Regions from separate parts of the Sus scrofa genome. Here region 2 is linked to region 1. The links are chromatin contacts, called in public HiChIP or PLAC-seq maps. All regions are on one chromosome and are shown on one strand. The core of a region is the stretch at or near the end of the contact, and the rest is flanking DNA. Distances in the headings are between cores, read along the strand shown.

The links. HiChIP or PLAC-seq counts read pairs in DNA pulled down with a chosen protein or histone mark.
Region 2: an H3K27ac HiChIP or PLAC-seq map of alveolar macrophages shows a contact between it and region 1. The contact joins the promoter of STX6 here to the enhancer-like site in region 1. A contact is called at or near these places in 4 of 47 Hi-C or Micro-C datasets (blood, embryonic fibroblasts and liver) and 2 of 2 datasets of contacts at active chromatin or transcription factors (alveolar macrophages and skeletal muscle).

The regions. Positions count from the first base shown.
Region 1 is chr9:122,676,981-122,684,334 of Sscrofa11.1, reverse strand. No RefSeq gene overlaps it. Among named protein-coding and RNA genes, the nearest start is that of IER5, 47 kb to the right of the region's middle. Within about 2 kb of position 2,599, at least 38 of the 83 cell types and tissues checked have an H3K27ac peak or open chromatin away from gene starts, as enhancers often do. A contact at or near this core is called in alveolar macrophages, liver and skeletal muscle, where this site is marked.
Region 2 is chr9:122,577,941-122,585,294 of Sscrofa11.1, reverse strand. It overlaps STX6 (syntaxin 6), which reads left to right and starts at 4,722. Exons shown (of 8, transcript NM_001243720.1): 1 at 4,722-4,963. The coding sequence starts at 4,929.

The DNA.
Region 1 (7,354 bases), core at 1,350-3,849:
CAGTGCAGGACAGCAACATTCATAAATGCAGCCATGGTTTGGTTTGCACTCATTTCAAAATCAGCAGCACGTGCTATGAAATGGATACCCACTCATTCACTGACTTCATCTACTCAGCCTTTGTTCATTCATGTATGCATCCAGGCTTCATGGAGGAGACAGAGATTTACAAATTTACCTCCTCCTTGGAGGAGAGAGGTGGGAATCAGGAATGGCTTCACCAAAGTGCGGTCAGCTGACCACCAAAGGGAAGGGCTTTTCTGACCAAACTGGCACATGGGCAAAGGCATGAAGATGTGAAGGAACATTCAAGATGACAAAGGAAAAGTGTCTGCCAATCAGACTGAGAAATGGGATGGAGGAGGGTGACTGAAGGGAGGTACTGAGGGGAGACAGAGTTGGGGCTAAAGAAAAGGGTGGCAATGACGTCCTGAGGGACCTGTGATAAAACACTAAGGAGTCTGCATGCCTTAAGAGCGAGGAGGATCTGAAGAGGAAATGCAGCAACATCAGATTTACCCTCTAGAAAGTCTGCTGCTGCTGCTGCTGCTGCTGCGGCTCTGGGATCTGAAGAGTGAAGCCCTAGGGTTAAAAAGAAGCCAGGGACAAGCTGACAAGGGCCTGAGAGGACCAGAGGTGGGGGGTGTGCAAAGGAAAGATTCAAGCACTTCAGAGGCAGGCCAGGTGGGACTTCAGAACCAATGAGGTGGAGGAGTGAAGGAGAACTTGGAGACTTCTGGGCCTGTTTGATGCCCAAGAAAAGGACAGGGTCAGAGAGAAGAAGCATTTGGCTTGGGACATTTTCAGCTTGGGGAGTTTCTGTGACATCCAGGAAGACGATCAGAGATACCCCAGTCCTTCAGGTTCCCCATATACTCTTAACCCTCTCCCACAGGGATAAAGCAATCAGAAAAGCTAATCCCCCCCAAAAAAAAGAAAAAAAAGAAAAGCTAATCCCCACTGAGGTAGAATGACAATGCAAGGGTTAATGTGCAACTTCCCCTTAGGACCCATATTTCCAACTAGGGAGAGAGCACCTCCTGGCCCATGTTAGTCAAAAGAATGGCTTCCCTACAATGAAATTCCAGGCAATGGGATGAGCAAGTTGGGAGCATATGTCCAGGGAGGGGGACCTTCCCAGCATCCCTAAAATCACATCATAGAGACTACAGCTAAAACTCCTTCCGTGAAATTTCACCCTCATTCCAAAGAACCCTGTTCACACTACAGATAAAGGAATCTTCCTCCTGGATCGGCTTCTGCCCTCTTAGCACAGGGAGATGGCACAGCAGATGTCACCAAGCTCTGGGGTCACTGAGTTCAAGACATGGCTCCAGCATTTACTGGATATATAACCTTGGGACCATTATTTAACTTTCTAAGACTAGATTCCATCATGCATTACACAAAGCCTCAGAACACCTGCCTCCCCTCTAGGGCTGTCGTGAGCTTGGACTTAAATGAGATGGCTGCAGTAAGCAGGGCTCCATCCATCAATTCTCACTACCTCTAGCATTTATCTCAGTGTCTTTCAACACCCAATTCACTTGGAGAAGCCTAATTTTCTCCATATTCATGGCCTATTAGCTGTTCTGACAGCTTTAAGTGATGAAAAGCCACCGTCCCGGTGGCACAGGCTCAGTCGTGAGGGCTGTGCCCCCTAACCGCCTATAGGGGGCAGCATCGGGCAGCACAAGGCCACATGGGGGCTCCCTTGTAAAATGTGGAGCTGGTCTGGAGAACGACAGGGGAGGTGGCTGGCATTTGAATCCAGACTCCAGTTGACAAAGGACCTGTCTTACTCCACATGGGTCTGACACGCGTCCCTCCCAGGGAGTCTCTGGCGAAAAAGGGAGCAGGGAGTGGTTTTCTGAAAGCACCCCAGGCCCCAACAAATCCAGCCGGGTTTTTCCCAAGCCCACACCAGGACTGGCTACCATTACCTTTTAATTTAGTGCTGATCTGATCTGGAAGAAGTGGCGTTCTCACATACCCAGAGGGCCCCTGCTGCAGATGCCTCCAACCCCCACAAAGTAAAGGGAGGGGGGCGCTGACAAGGACAGGAGAGGGAGCTTACACCTCTACCCTGCCCCCAAATCTTTTTAGTTTCCCACACCCTCAGCCCGAAGGGGAGTCCTGGAGAAGACAAAAGAAATAAAAGGACACAGCTCTGACTCTGAGGAGCCATTCATACTGTTGAAAAGACATCCAGATGTGAAACTGGAGAAAGACACAAGAATACCCGTGATGCCGTGCTCTGGTTTGCGCCAGCTTGGTGGCTCCTGCGCCCAAAGCCCCAGGAGGCATGCTCAGACTAGGATGGTTTTCTAGGATTTCTGAATGTGTTCACAGGGAAAATGAAAGAGGCCGGATGCTTAAGATCAACCAAGACTGCCCCAAATATGGGATCACCGCAGGGACAAGTGATCCCAGCTGTGGGAATCTGGAGAAGGGAGCTGTCACTGTAGGCGGCATTAAGTGGCCTGCAAGATCCAGGGGACTTGGTCACTCTTAAGTGAGCCTCAGGCCTCAGTGCCAGTGAGACACACTCTCCTACCGACTTTGCTGGGGAGGGAACTGCCCCGTCACCATGACATCATGACATCACCTCCTTCCAGGAATCACTGAGTCAGCATGCAGCGGGAGGCAGGACCCACCCACTCACTTCCTCCAACCAGGGCGGGGGGGGGGGGGGGGGGGGGGGGCCTTGCCCCCCCAGGCAAAGCTTGGGGCCTGTTCCTTCATGTCTGTCCACCCGGACTCAAGACTAGGTCAGCTCTGCAAAAAGACAAGGCGGTGCCAGACAAGGCGGTGCCAGACAAGGCGGTGCCAGAGGTGCCCACTCCCACCAGGACCCTCATGCCGTGGAAGAGAGGACCCCAGCAGAGAGTCACCCGTGGCTTGAAGTGCAGTGTCCCTGGGAGTGGTGGCGTGTTTAGCTCTGTCAGCCACTTAGAGCTCCTTGTGAACAAGCTGAGCTGTTTCTAAGAGGAGACACTGTGACAGAGGCACCAGGAGGGCCTGAGAAAGGAGCTGGGGCAGAAAGCTGAGGTGGGAAGGTTGAAAGAAACCCCGTGTCCCTGTCACAGCTGAAAGTGCCACACCAGTCGTGGCGGTCTTGTCCAGGCCCACTCCTGTGGGTGGGCACCTCCACAGCAGACTCCTCCATGGCCAGAAACCCCAGGAACAGAGCCAGAGGGTGACTTCCTCCTGCCCCTCCCCCGGCACAGTCACAGGTGCCTCCTCTCCTCCCAGGCCCCACCCTTCCCTTCCTTGCTAAGAGGATCCAAGCCAAAATCTGTCCACATCCCATCAGAGTCTATTTTATCCTGTCATTAATCCTGATGCTCGTAACCTGGTCTTACGAAGACAAAAATTAACCAGTAGGCACTAGTACAGTTTTATAGCACTGCCGAGGTCCTGTATTCTCCCCGCTCCTGCTAACACACACACAATCTGCTTTGATCTTTTTTTTTTCATCTTCTGTTACACTGTTTCACTTAATACCAACAAAACTCTGCCAGGAAAGGTACTGTCATCTTTTAGATGAAAAACTGAGATTCAGAAAATTGAGGGGGGAATTCCCATTGTGGCTCGGTGGAAACGAATCTGACTAGCATCCATGAGGACACAGGTTCGATCCCTGGCCTGACTCAGGGGGTTAATGATCCAGCGTTGCCATGAGCTGTGGTGTAGGTCGCAGACATGGCTCGGATTTGGCCTTGCTGTGGCTTTGGTGTGGGCCAGCAGCTATAGCTCCAATTCAACCCCTAGCCTGGGAGCTTCCATATGCCACCAGTGCGGCCCTAAAAAGACAAAAAAACCCAAAAACCAGAAAGTTGAAGGAAATTCTCCAGGGTCACAAAGCTAGCAAATGACAGCCAATCTTAGAAACTTTGGTCTGTCTGACAAGGAGCTGGGATCCTTCCACTCAGATCCTCTGACTCAAAGCATCTGAGTCAGAGATTATAAAATTAGAATTTCATTCAGCACTCCACAAACCTTTAAGATTGGAAGACATCTTGAAGGTTGTCCAGGCCTATGACCCAGACAGATGTCTGACTCTCCTGCATGATGTCCCGGCCTGGGCTTAGATACACCAGCTTCATGAAGGGCATCACGTCCTGATTCAGGCTACTCCAGCTGAGAATCACTAGACAGGTCTGTTTAGAGCTGGAATACCTCTCCCTGCAATGTCCACACATCAAGGCCACTCTTGGGACCATGAACGAACTAAGCAGTGAGTCACTCCTGAATTGTCCTTCTCCTCACTACACGTTCTCAATTCCTTCTGACCTCCTCTCACGTGGCAGTTTCTCACCTCTCTCCTGGGAGTGCGAGAGGCTTTATCAATTCGGTCTCAAGGTGGGAGGACGCCAGTGTGACTTCAGTGCTCCAGAAATGAACTGACCAGAGAAGAATGAGACCAGACCAGACAACCCCTTCATTTTGTGTGTGTCTTAGTATTTCACACCGGGGAATCAGTTTGATCTTATGAATGAAAACCCTTAAGTGACTTTCTCAAGCACTGTCCTGAAACCACATCCTCTCCCGCCCTTGTCCCACTGGATTTGGGATGCTCAAAGAGCCCAGGCAGTCTGGCCATCGCCCTGCAGCATGGACCCTCAGCCCCTGGCACCCCTGCCCCACCAGGGCTCAGCCACAGCCTCCCTCTGGTCCCAGCTCTGGTTGTCCACACTAAGACTCAGCCTTGGCATACCCCTAATCCCATTACTCCTCACTGGGGTGAGGCTTTTATTTCCAAACTTCCTTCCTAGGGGTCATCTGGGAGGTTGTGGACCCACCCTCATGCATGGCTTGGAGAAGCAAGGGCCACCGTCTCAGGCCCTCCCTCTGCTGAAACATAACAGCATTCCTACAGGGCTGTGACTGCCCGGTACAGACACCTGCAAGAGATTCTCCTCCCAAAGTGAAATGGCATAAGCACCCCTCCTTCCTGTTGTCTGTCACCAGATCTGGGCTGTTTCAACCAGCTCGGCCACTCCACCTGGAATCCAAGGTGGACTCACACAGCATCTTACCCTCTGACCCTCAAACAAGCTTCTCCCAGCACCACATGGGTTTTGCCTCCTTCCTGAGTGGCTGGCGCTTCCTCTGTGTCGAACCCTCTGCTCCTTGCACCCTGGCTTCACACATCACTCTACGCTTAGATCCCCACGCTGTGCTCTAGATACAAAAAAGGGATCTTCTTGGAAAACAGAAAATCTCCCTCTCAACAACCCAGCTTTCAAGTTCTTGATTATTTGCATCCTACGGGCTTGTAATATTCTAAATCGAAATGCAAAGCTGAGCAAGACTTCTTTGTCCTATAGGATGCGTGAGTCTCCCCTGAAGCCACAAACCCACTGATTCAGTGCATAGGGGCACCTTGACTACTGAGACTGAAAATCCGTTATTCTAATATTGCAAAAATAATATCTCATTTCTCTCTCATGGCCCAAGACAAACATCTAAAAGAACTTCTGCCTCACATTCAGCTCCCCTTACCACCGAATTCTTCACACATTTTGAATTCTCTTCCCCGAGATCTCTACTTGACTCTCTAAATGCATTCCTAAGTTATCTTTGTAGCATCTGCTTCACTCATGTCACCCCACCTTGTGGCATAAAGGTCACACCCCCAAAGGTGTGCTCACATCTGCTCACATCACTGTGTTTTGGAACAGGCATTAGCATATTTAAAACCAATTAAACTGATTATTTTCACCCCAGCCATATCACTCTCATTCCACTTAATATGGATGGGAAGGTGGGGCTTGTTTCTATAACCACACAGCCCGGGTTCCTTATGAGCACAGATGCAACAAAGTCCTAACCAGCGGCTGCTGTACGTCCCTGGGACCCTCCTGGAAACCTCAGCCCATACACCATTCCAGGCCAGCAGTGACCCCAGGATCTGTGCTTCTAAACCTCATCCTCACCCACCCCAGCAGATGCCCTCCAACCACTGAGGCCTTACACAACTCGGCCTTGACTTTGACTTTGAGCCAGTCCTCAATCAGCAGGATTCTGTAGGGTTATGCAGTGTCTGTCTCCCCAAATCCTGTCATGCTCTGTAAAATGCCCCTGTTGTGGGGACATTGTTTCATATGCTCTTTCCGAAGGCTCTAGATTCATTCAGAGATTCATTCATCAAACATTTATGAACACCCTCATTCTCAGGCACTGTTCTGGGCGCTGCCGCTATGACATCAAGAGGCTGGACAAAGCTGGGCTTCCTTTTCTTTTTTTCTCTCTTTTTTAGGGCTGCACCCACGGCATATGCAGGTTCCCAGGCTAGGGGTCGAATCGGAGCTACAGCTGCCGGCCTACACCACAGCCACAGCAATGCCAGATCTGAGCTGCATCTGCGACCTACACCACAGCTCACGGCAAGGCGGGATCCTTAATCCACCGAGCGAGGCCAAGGATCGAACCCGCGTCCTCATGGACACTAGTCAGATTCATTTGCACTGAGCCACGACCGGAACTCCAAAGCTGGGCTTTCGAAATGACGTTCTGGCGGGGGAGACACAGCATACGAAGGCACACGTAAACACATGAGCACCGCAGACTGTGATCGCTTCTTCAAAGGAAATAAGCAGGATCAAACAAGAGACTACAGAAGAAGGAGGCGCTTTAAAAAGGGAGATCAAGGAGTTCCCGTCGTGGCGCAGTGGTTAACGAATCCGACTAGGAACCATGAGGTTGAGGGTTCGATCCCTGCCCTTCCTCAGTGGGTTAACGATCCGGCGTTGCCATGAGCTGTGGTGTAGGTTGCAGACGCGGCTTGGATCCCACGCTGCTGTGGCTCTGGCGTAGGCCGGTGGCTACAGCTCTGATTCGACCCCTAGCCTGGGAACCTCCATATGCCGCGGGAGCGGCCCAAGAAATAACAACAACAACAGAAGACAAAAAAAAAAAAAAAAGAAAAGGGAGATCAAGGAAGGCTTCTCAGGAGGAGGTTAATATTTATATTGACACCTGCCAGATGAGAAGGGGCAGGGAGAGGAAACGAGGCCCAGACTGAGAAGAAAGAGCAAAAGCCCAGCGCCAGGGGCGAGCCTGGTGTCTGCCAAACATGGGGGCGGGGGGGGGGGGGGCTGAGAAAAGAGAAAGGAGGTGAGAAGCAGGGGTCCACGCAGGCCTGGCGGGGTCAGGGTAGGCGCCGGATCCCACTCAACGTACTGGGAGGTGACACAAAGTCTGGCTGCTGTGTGGAATACGGACACGGGGATTGGGGCAGGGGAAGCAGTGGGAAGGAAAGCAGCCAGGGAAGTTTGCCCTTGTCTCCCGGAGAAACGATGACCAGGGAGTTGGTAATAAAGATGGAGGCCACGGAAGATGGCGCTAC
Region 2 (7,354 bases), core at 3,473-5,972, 100 kb after region 1:
TCACTGCTAAAGGCACGGCCAAAAAAAAAAAAAAAAAAAGAGGTGCAGCTACTATGGAAAACATTCTGGTGGTTCCTCAAAAAACTGAAAATAGAATAACCGTATGATCCAGCAATTCCAACTCTGGGTATACACCCAAAAGAATTGAAAACAGGGTCTCAGAGAGATATTGGTACAGCCACACTCATAGCAGCATTATTCACAGTTGTCAAAGGTAGATGCTACCCAAACGTCCAGCAATGAATGAACGGGTACACAAAATGTGGTCTACACCTACCACAGAATATTACTCCACCTTAAAAAGGAAGGACATTCTGACACACAGGCCGCCACATGAATGAACCTTGAGAAAATTATGGTTAGTGAAAAAAAGCCAATCAGAAAAAGACAAATACCATGTGATTCCACTTATATGAAGTATCTAGAGACGTTAAATTCATAGAGATAGAAAGTAGAATGGTGGTTGCCAGGCTGGGGTACGGGAGAATAAGGCGGTGTTAATGGGTACAGAGTTTCAGTTTTGCAGGTGAAAAGATTTCTGGAGATTGGTTGGGAAACCATGTGAACGTACTTTCCTGTATACTTAAAAATCATTAAGTTGGTAAACTTTTTTTTTTAGGGCCACACCTGCAGCATATGGAGGTTCCCTGGCTAGGGGTCAAATTGGAGCTACAGCTGCTGTCCTACACCACAGCCACAGCAACGTGGGATCTAAGCCGCATCTTCGACCTACACCATAGCTCACAGCAGCCACTGAGCGAGACCAGGGATTGAACCCACATCCTCATGGATCCTAGTTGGGTTTGTTAACCGCTGAGCCACGAAGGGAACTCCCGAGACAGTAAATTTTGTGTTATGTGTATTTCACCACATTTTAAAATTTTAAATTATTTTTGAAAGGCTTTAGGGAGGCTTATAGGACCTTAAATACTTTTCAAAATGCTTTCACATTTATCAGCTTAGTTGATCCTTAAAATGACCTAGTGAGGGAACATTGGGTGTTCTTTGAAAATGGAAGAGATTGCCTTGTGGGAGTGTTATGGAACTCCCACAGCTCTTAGGGGATGGGGGTGGCTTAGTCTGTCCTGGCATCCTTAGCAACAGGGTGTGATTTGATCCTTTCTGATGCTTATCTTCATGGGATCCGAGGCCTGGTGGCCTATGCCCTCTTCTCTGCATAGGCATTTCTTATTTCAGCACAGGGCACCTTGCAGGGCTATGATAAGCTCCCTCCATCACTCTCTCTTCTAACCGTGGTGACTCACTCAGGGACCCGAGCTTCTCTTGGATGCCCTCTTAGGACTCTACAAAAATTAAGGTTGGAATGTCAGCCTTCTCCAGCCAAATGGGCAGAATTTAGACGTGACAGCTGGATGAGTTCTGGCAAATGCATACACCTGTGTAACACACACTCCTGTCAAAATATAGAACATTTCTATCACCCCAGAAAGTTTCCTTTCCTAGTCAATACTCCCCACCCCAAGGCAACTACTATTTTGATTATTGTACTCCATGAGAATTTTTCATTCTTCTTTTTTTTTGCGGGGGGGGGGAAAGATGGGGGGGTTGAGGAGATGTTTTTTTGCTGAGTATTCTTCCTGAGTTATTGTGTTATTGTTTATGCCAGAACCTGGAGCCTGTTAAACTTAGAAAAGAAATAGCTTCCTTTGTTTCTCCTTACATTTTACCCTATACTTCCCTTTCCCTGGGGCAGTGGAGGCCAAGGTCTAGGTTGGTTTGAGAGAGGGTGAAGGAGGTGACATATTAAAGAAAGGGACCCCCTGCACATACACACACGTTTCCTATCCCGACCCTCCACTATCTCCATTGTTGGTATTTTTCCAAACCCCTGATTACATTGGGCTTTTCCAAGTCCTCCGTCCTCTTGATTTCTGCTTATTAAATTCTGACCTCTCATTTGTGGTTTAATTAATAAATCCACGGAATAGATAATAAGAGGCTATGCCAGGCATTGAGGTGATTCTCACATTAAGATAGTCTCCTTTCTCCAGGAGCTTCCAGTTTAGTGGGGAAAACCAATATACTAGCAGCTAATTTATATCTACCTTCAATCTAACCCTCCTGTGTTATTAGTGATTGGAACTAACAGTTACCCACTTCCAACTCCAGAAACTTTCCTTCCTCCTTCCCCAACTTCCCAATATCCTGAACCATTCATTCACCAGGTGCCCAGATTTTGCCTCTAAGTATTTTTTTTTTAACATATCTACCCCTCCTCTCCATCTTCATTGCAGTGAGCCCATCTCAGGACATCCCCATCCCTTCTCTGGACCATGACCTTCCAGATGACTTTTCAGCCACTGCTGCACCTGTCTCAAATGCCAGCATTATCCCTCAGCTATCGTGATGTATAGCAGCAGCTCCACAGTTCCTAACATCACAATCAAGGGCCCCGATTAACTAGCTCTGCCCATTTTCAGCCTTAGTTCCTGCTGCCACAATCTCATTTCTTCCCCTCCAGCAATGCCCTCTGCCACGGCTGCCCTCCAGGCTGCCACGCTGTCTCCTGGCTGCCCCTAGCCATTGTTTAGAACCCACTCTCCCCCCCAAACACAAATAAACTGGTAGCTTTTTTCTGCGTTTCTATGGCGACCCATGCTCTTTTCTCATTTTGTATAATGGCCTGTCTCTCCCACCAGTCTGAGAATTCCTTGATGGCAAGGACCAAACGTGTTCATCTCTGTGTCCTCTGTACCTAGCGCACAGTAAGAGAACAACACATGCCAGGCACTGTTCTGAGCGTTTTTCAGACATTAATTCATTCAGTCCTCACGCCACTTTATGAGGGAGGTGTTTTGTGGTGTCCATTTCATAGTTGAGGACAGAGACTAAGCAGTTTGCCCAAGGTGCAATAATCAGGAAGTAGCAGAACTGGGATTCAAACCCAAGTAATCTGGTTGCAACTCTGGATCTTAATCACCATTCTCATCTCAATTTCCATGTGTTTGTTGAATGAATGAAAGATGATCCCTTTTCAATTCCTCACCTCAATATGTTCAGAACTGAAACAGTTCTCTTCCAGGAGGGTTCCCCCCCACATCTGACCTCCATCGCTCCTCCAGGGTCTTGGAGAAGCCTGGAGTCTTTGACTTTTACCTCTTTCCTCCCTGATCCCATTCAATCTCTCATCAAGTCTAGTTGTTTTGTTTTGTTTTTCCTTGGAAACATCTATCAGATTCTCTCCTTCCTCTCCATTTACAATCCCTGCTGTCCTGGTCTAGTCCTCATCCCTTCAGGTGAGATGACCACAGCAGCTTCCAGACTGGTTTCCCTAACTTCACTTCCTCACTCTGTGGGAGACTTGGGGTTTCCAGGCTTTTTTTTTTTTTTTTTTCCCCTTTTAGAGCTGCACCTGCAGCACGTGTAATTTCCAGGCTAGTGGTCGAATAGGAGCTGCAGCTGCTGGCTTATGCTGCACTTCAAGGCAACTCTGGATCCTTAATCCACTGAGCGTGGCTAGGGATGGAACCCACATCCTCATGGATACTAGTTGGGTTCTTAACCCCACTGAGTCACAACAGGAACTCCATCTAGCCATTTTTATTTAAACTTCACAACAATCTATGAGCTAAATATTCATATTTTATAGATGAGAGACTGAATAACAGAACCCAGGTTCAAACAGGGTTTGTCTGGCTCTGAGGACTCTTCTATCTTCAAAAAGACTGCTAACTTTAAGCCAGTCACTTAAATTCCAAGTCTCAGATTTCTTATCTGTATAATGGGGATTACAACATTGTGAGAGCACCTGAGATAAACTAAGCTCAGTGCCTGCCACACAGTATGTGCTCAATGATAATCAGCAATTAAAGTTCGCAAAACCCATAGACTATCTAGCGTATGAGTTTGATAAACTGTTCTGACCAAAAGGCTTCCTGGAAGAGCTCTTGAACCACTTAGCTGGTAAGAAGTTGCCAGACCTGGCCCCTTCTTTGTCCTTCAAAAATGCTCTCTTCCAGGAAGCACCATATGCTGTATGAAAAAATTATCTTACTGATCACTTCAAGAACACAGAAAAGACAAAAAACGCAACACACACAAAAACACATCCTAGCCTGGTGGAAAGTGCACAGAATCTGGGGCTCTGCCCTGTCCAGGTTGTGTGAGCACAAGAAATCTTGAAACCTATATGAATTTTTCTAATCTGCAAAATGGGAATAATAATACCTTCCCCTCCAAGGATACTGAGATAACTCACAGCCTTCAGCGTCTTGCTGGGCACTATAAGACCCACAGAAAGGAGTTGTGCAACATTATCAGAGTCAGATAAGGTAGACGAGCTTTATTCTAAGTCGAGGACGAGATGGATTTCTAAATCTATATGTTATCAAAATAAGTATCAAAAGGAGAGGAAAGGTGAAAAGATTGTGCAAAGCTGATACTATCTCCGTATCTAGGAAACCTGACTACCTTTCTTGCCAGGGAACAAGCAGCTCCTCCCCCTGAATCTTGAGAGGTGAGTGTTGAGAAGACCCGCCCTCTCCGCCGCCGCCAGAGCCCCGCCTCCAGGGTCGAGTAACGCAAGGCCCAGGCCCTGCTGATGGGGGGTGGGGGGGGCTCTGGTCACGTGAGCGCGAGTGCGGAAGTGGTGCGGCTGACGGCGTTCGTGATTGGTCGAGGCTGAGGGACCTGGGGGCGGGGCCAAGCGGCCGGACGCGCCGGGAGGAGCCGAGGAGGGGGCCGCGCCGGGGCCGGCGCCAGAGTCACGGCTTCGGTCTGAGGTGCAGACAGAGTACTGGACCCGCGGCGGGCCGGTGCACCCCTGCCTGCGCGCGCAGCCGCTACAGGTCCCGCAGGCCGAGACGCGGGCTGCTGCGCGAGGCGGGTGGGGTGGGCAGAGGGAGATTGGGAGGGCGCGGGCGCCCTGTGCGCAGAGCAGGCGTGAGGCGGCCGGGGGCCGGGACGCCATGTCCATGGAGGACCCCTTCTTTGTGGTGAAAGGGTGAGTGTCGTAGGGGGCTCCACTGGAGGAGGCGGCGGCAGTGCTGCCTGCCCTCACCTCCCCGCTTTTCTCGCTCTAGGGGGAGGGGAGACAAGTAGAGTCTGGCGTGGGGACCGCTTAGCCTTGAGGGCTATGATAAAGCGTCCAGAGACATCCCCTCTTCGTGCTACCTGGACTTTGAAACCGTGCCCCCAGTCAAGCCCCTGGGGAGGGGGGGGGTCTCCTTTGGCTTGTGCGCCGTTCTACAACTTATGGAGGGGTGTCGAGGGGTTCAGCAGCTCCTCAGGTGGGGAGGGAGACAGGCGTCCCAGACCAAAGTGGGGCTGTAGTGGAGCACCGGGCCCTGCTTTGAAGGGGGAAAAACAGCATCTGGGCAGGAAAAGGGAAATGGGCCTCCTGAGCTTTGTAGTTGGCGTGGACGGGGGTGAGCTCCCATTGTCCATTGAGTTCGGAGCGCTGGCCCGCTGACTGGCGAGACCACAACAAGCCCAGAGGCGTCTGAGCACGTTTGCAGGCTGGGAGGCGGGGGCGCGAGGCTCCGGAAGACAACTCTATTCAGTGGGGGAGTTTTTACCGAGTAATGGGAGGGGAGGAAAGCTGCTGTTCAAACTCAGTGGTGATGTTGGAAGGAAAACAAAATGAAATCAGCCAAACCAAACTTTCCTTAGCTTTCTGTTAGCACAGGGATTTTCCCACAGTGCTAAAGGAAATGAGTGCTTTCTTTTTAACTCCCTGATTTCATCCAGGCTATTTGACAGGTTTCCCCCATTTCTTCTTTTTTCTGCCTTTGAGACTAGAGCTGTCCTAACTTATTTTTCCCTAAGAAGTGTCGTGACTCCATCTTTGATTGCTCAATTGTTTGTTTGGAGATAGAAGCTTTAACTGCACTCTGTTATATAGGCTTTGTAGCCATTAAACAAATGCAGAAAAGATTGATTCTGTTGTTATAACTTGTCAGCTTTTGTTTTAAATGTCAAACAAAACAATCTGAGAACTGCAACGTTCTGGAAAAATCAGTGCCAATGACCTTAAAGTGCCTCTGCTTTCAACTAGTTGCTACTAGCTTCCTATTTCTGTAGGGGTAAAAGTTGACCAGTTGCTTGAGTGTTATTTTTTTTTTTTTACGGTTCATTTTACAAAATTTAAATGGTACTTTAAGTTAAATACTTTATTACCCATGATACAGTTAAATATATTTATGTATTTCTAACATTGCCTTTAAAAGTTTTTTTTTAACCTGACTTTAATATAAATGGAAAAACGCTGAGTTTAGATTATTGGTAATATGTGGCTCTCTACCTGGAAAATGTGTGGTTTATTAGGATTGATTTTTAGGGGATAATTTTTAAATGTGAAAACTGTTTTTTCCTTGAGTGAACGTTCTTAATGCTTAGGGTTGCAAAGGTTATCTCTGGCTGTGGAGACTGTAGATAATCAGAATTTTAAAATTTTTAATGGGATTTGTGAAAATGCAAAATTGTTTTGCCATCTTGACTTTTTTTTTCTTGATGGTAGCCAGTGCAGTTCACCAGTGCTTGCTCACTGATTAGATATCACTGCTTTATTGGAACATTGGCCTTGAGTCTTGCTTGACTTTGACATCATTTTAGCTCATGTTCTTAAGATGTCAAAACCTTCTGCTTTGTGGGAGTTCCCGTTGTGGCGCAGTGCAAATGGATCCAGCTAGTATCCATGAGGACATGGGTTCCATCCCTGGCCTCACTCAGTGGGTTAAGGATCTGGCATTGCTATGAGCTGTGGTGTAGGTCACAGATGAGGCTTGGATCTGGCTTTGTTGTGGCTGTGGTATAGGCCGGCACCTGTAGCTACAATTCAGACCCCTGGCCTGGAGGGAACTGCCATATGCCACAGGTGCAGCCCTTAAAAGAAAAAGAAAAAAAACCCTTCTGCTGTGGAAAAGTAAAATTAGCTACATGAGTGCCTCCACAATGTGTGAGGGAATGTATGGAGCCATGTATCTCTGCTTATTGAAAGTTTTGAAAATGCACCCCACGATGTGGAAAAATTAAAGATGCTTGAATTGTGGCCCTTAGCCTAGGAGCTGGTAGTCTAATCTGAAAAAAACTTACCCCCAAATTAAGTAGAAATGACAGGTGGTAAGTGATCAAATGCTGTAGCCTAGGAGCTGGTAGTCTAATCTGAAAAACAACTTACCCCCAAATTAAGTAGAAATGACAGGTGGTAAGTGATCAAATGCTGAAGTGAATGCTACAGAAGATTAGGTGCCCCAGTAGTCCGGAGAAAGGCATCTCATTAGGAATGGCTGTGGTTGGAAAAGCTTTGGAGGTAGTAGTATGTCTTAGGTTTTGAAGATGGGTAGCTCTTAGATAATTCAGCCTGTGTCTCTTCTGGACTATTGGCAAGAAGAGT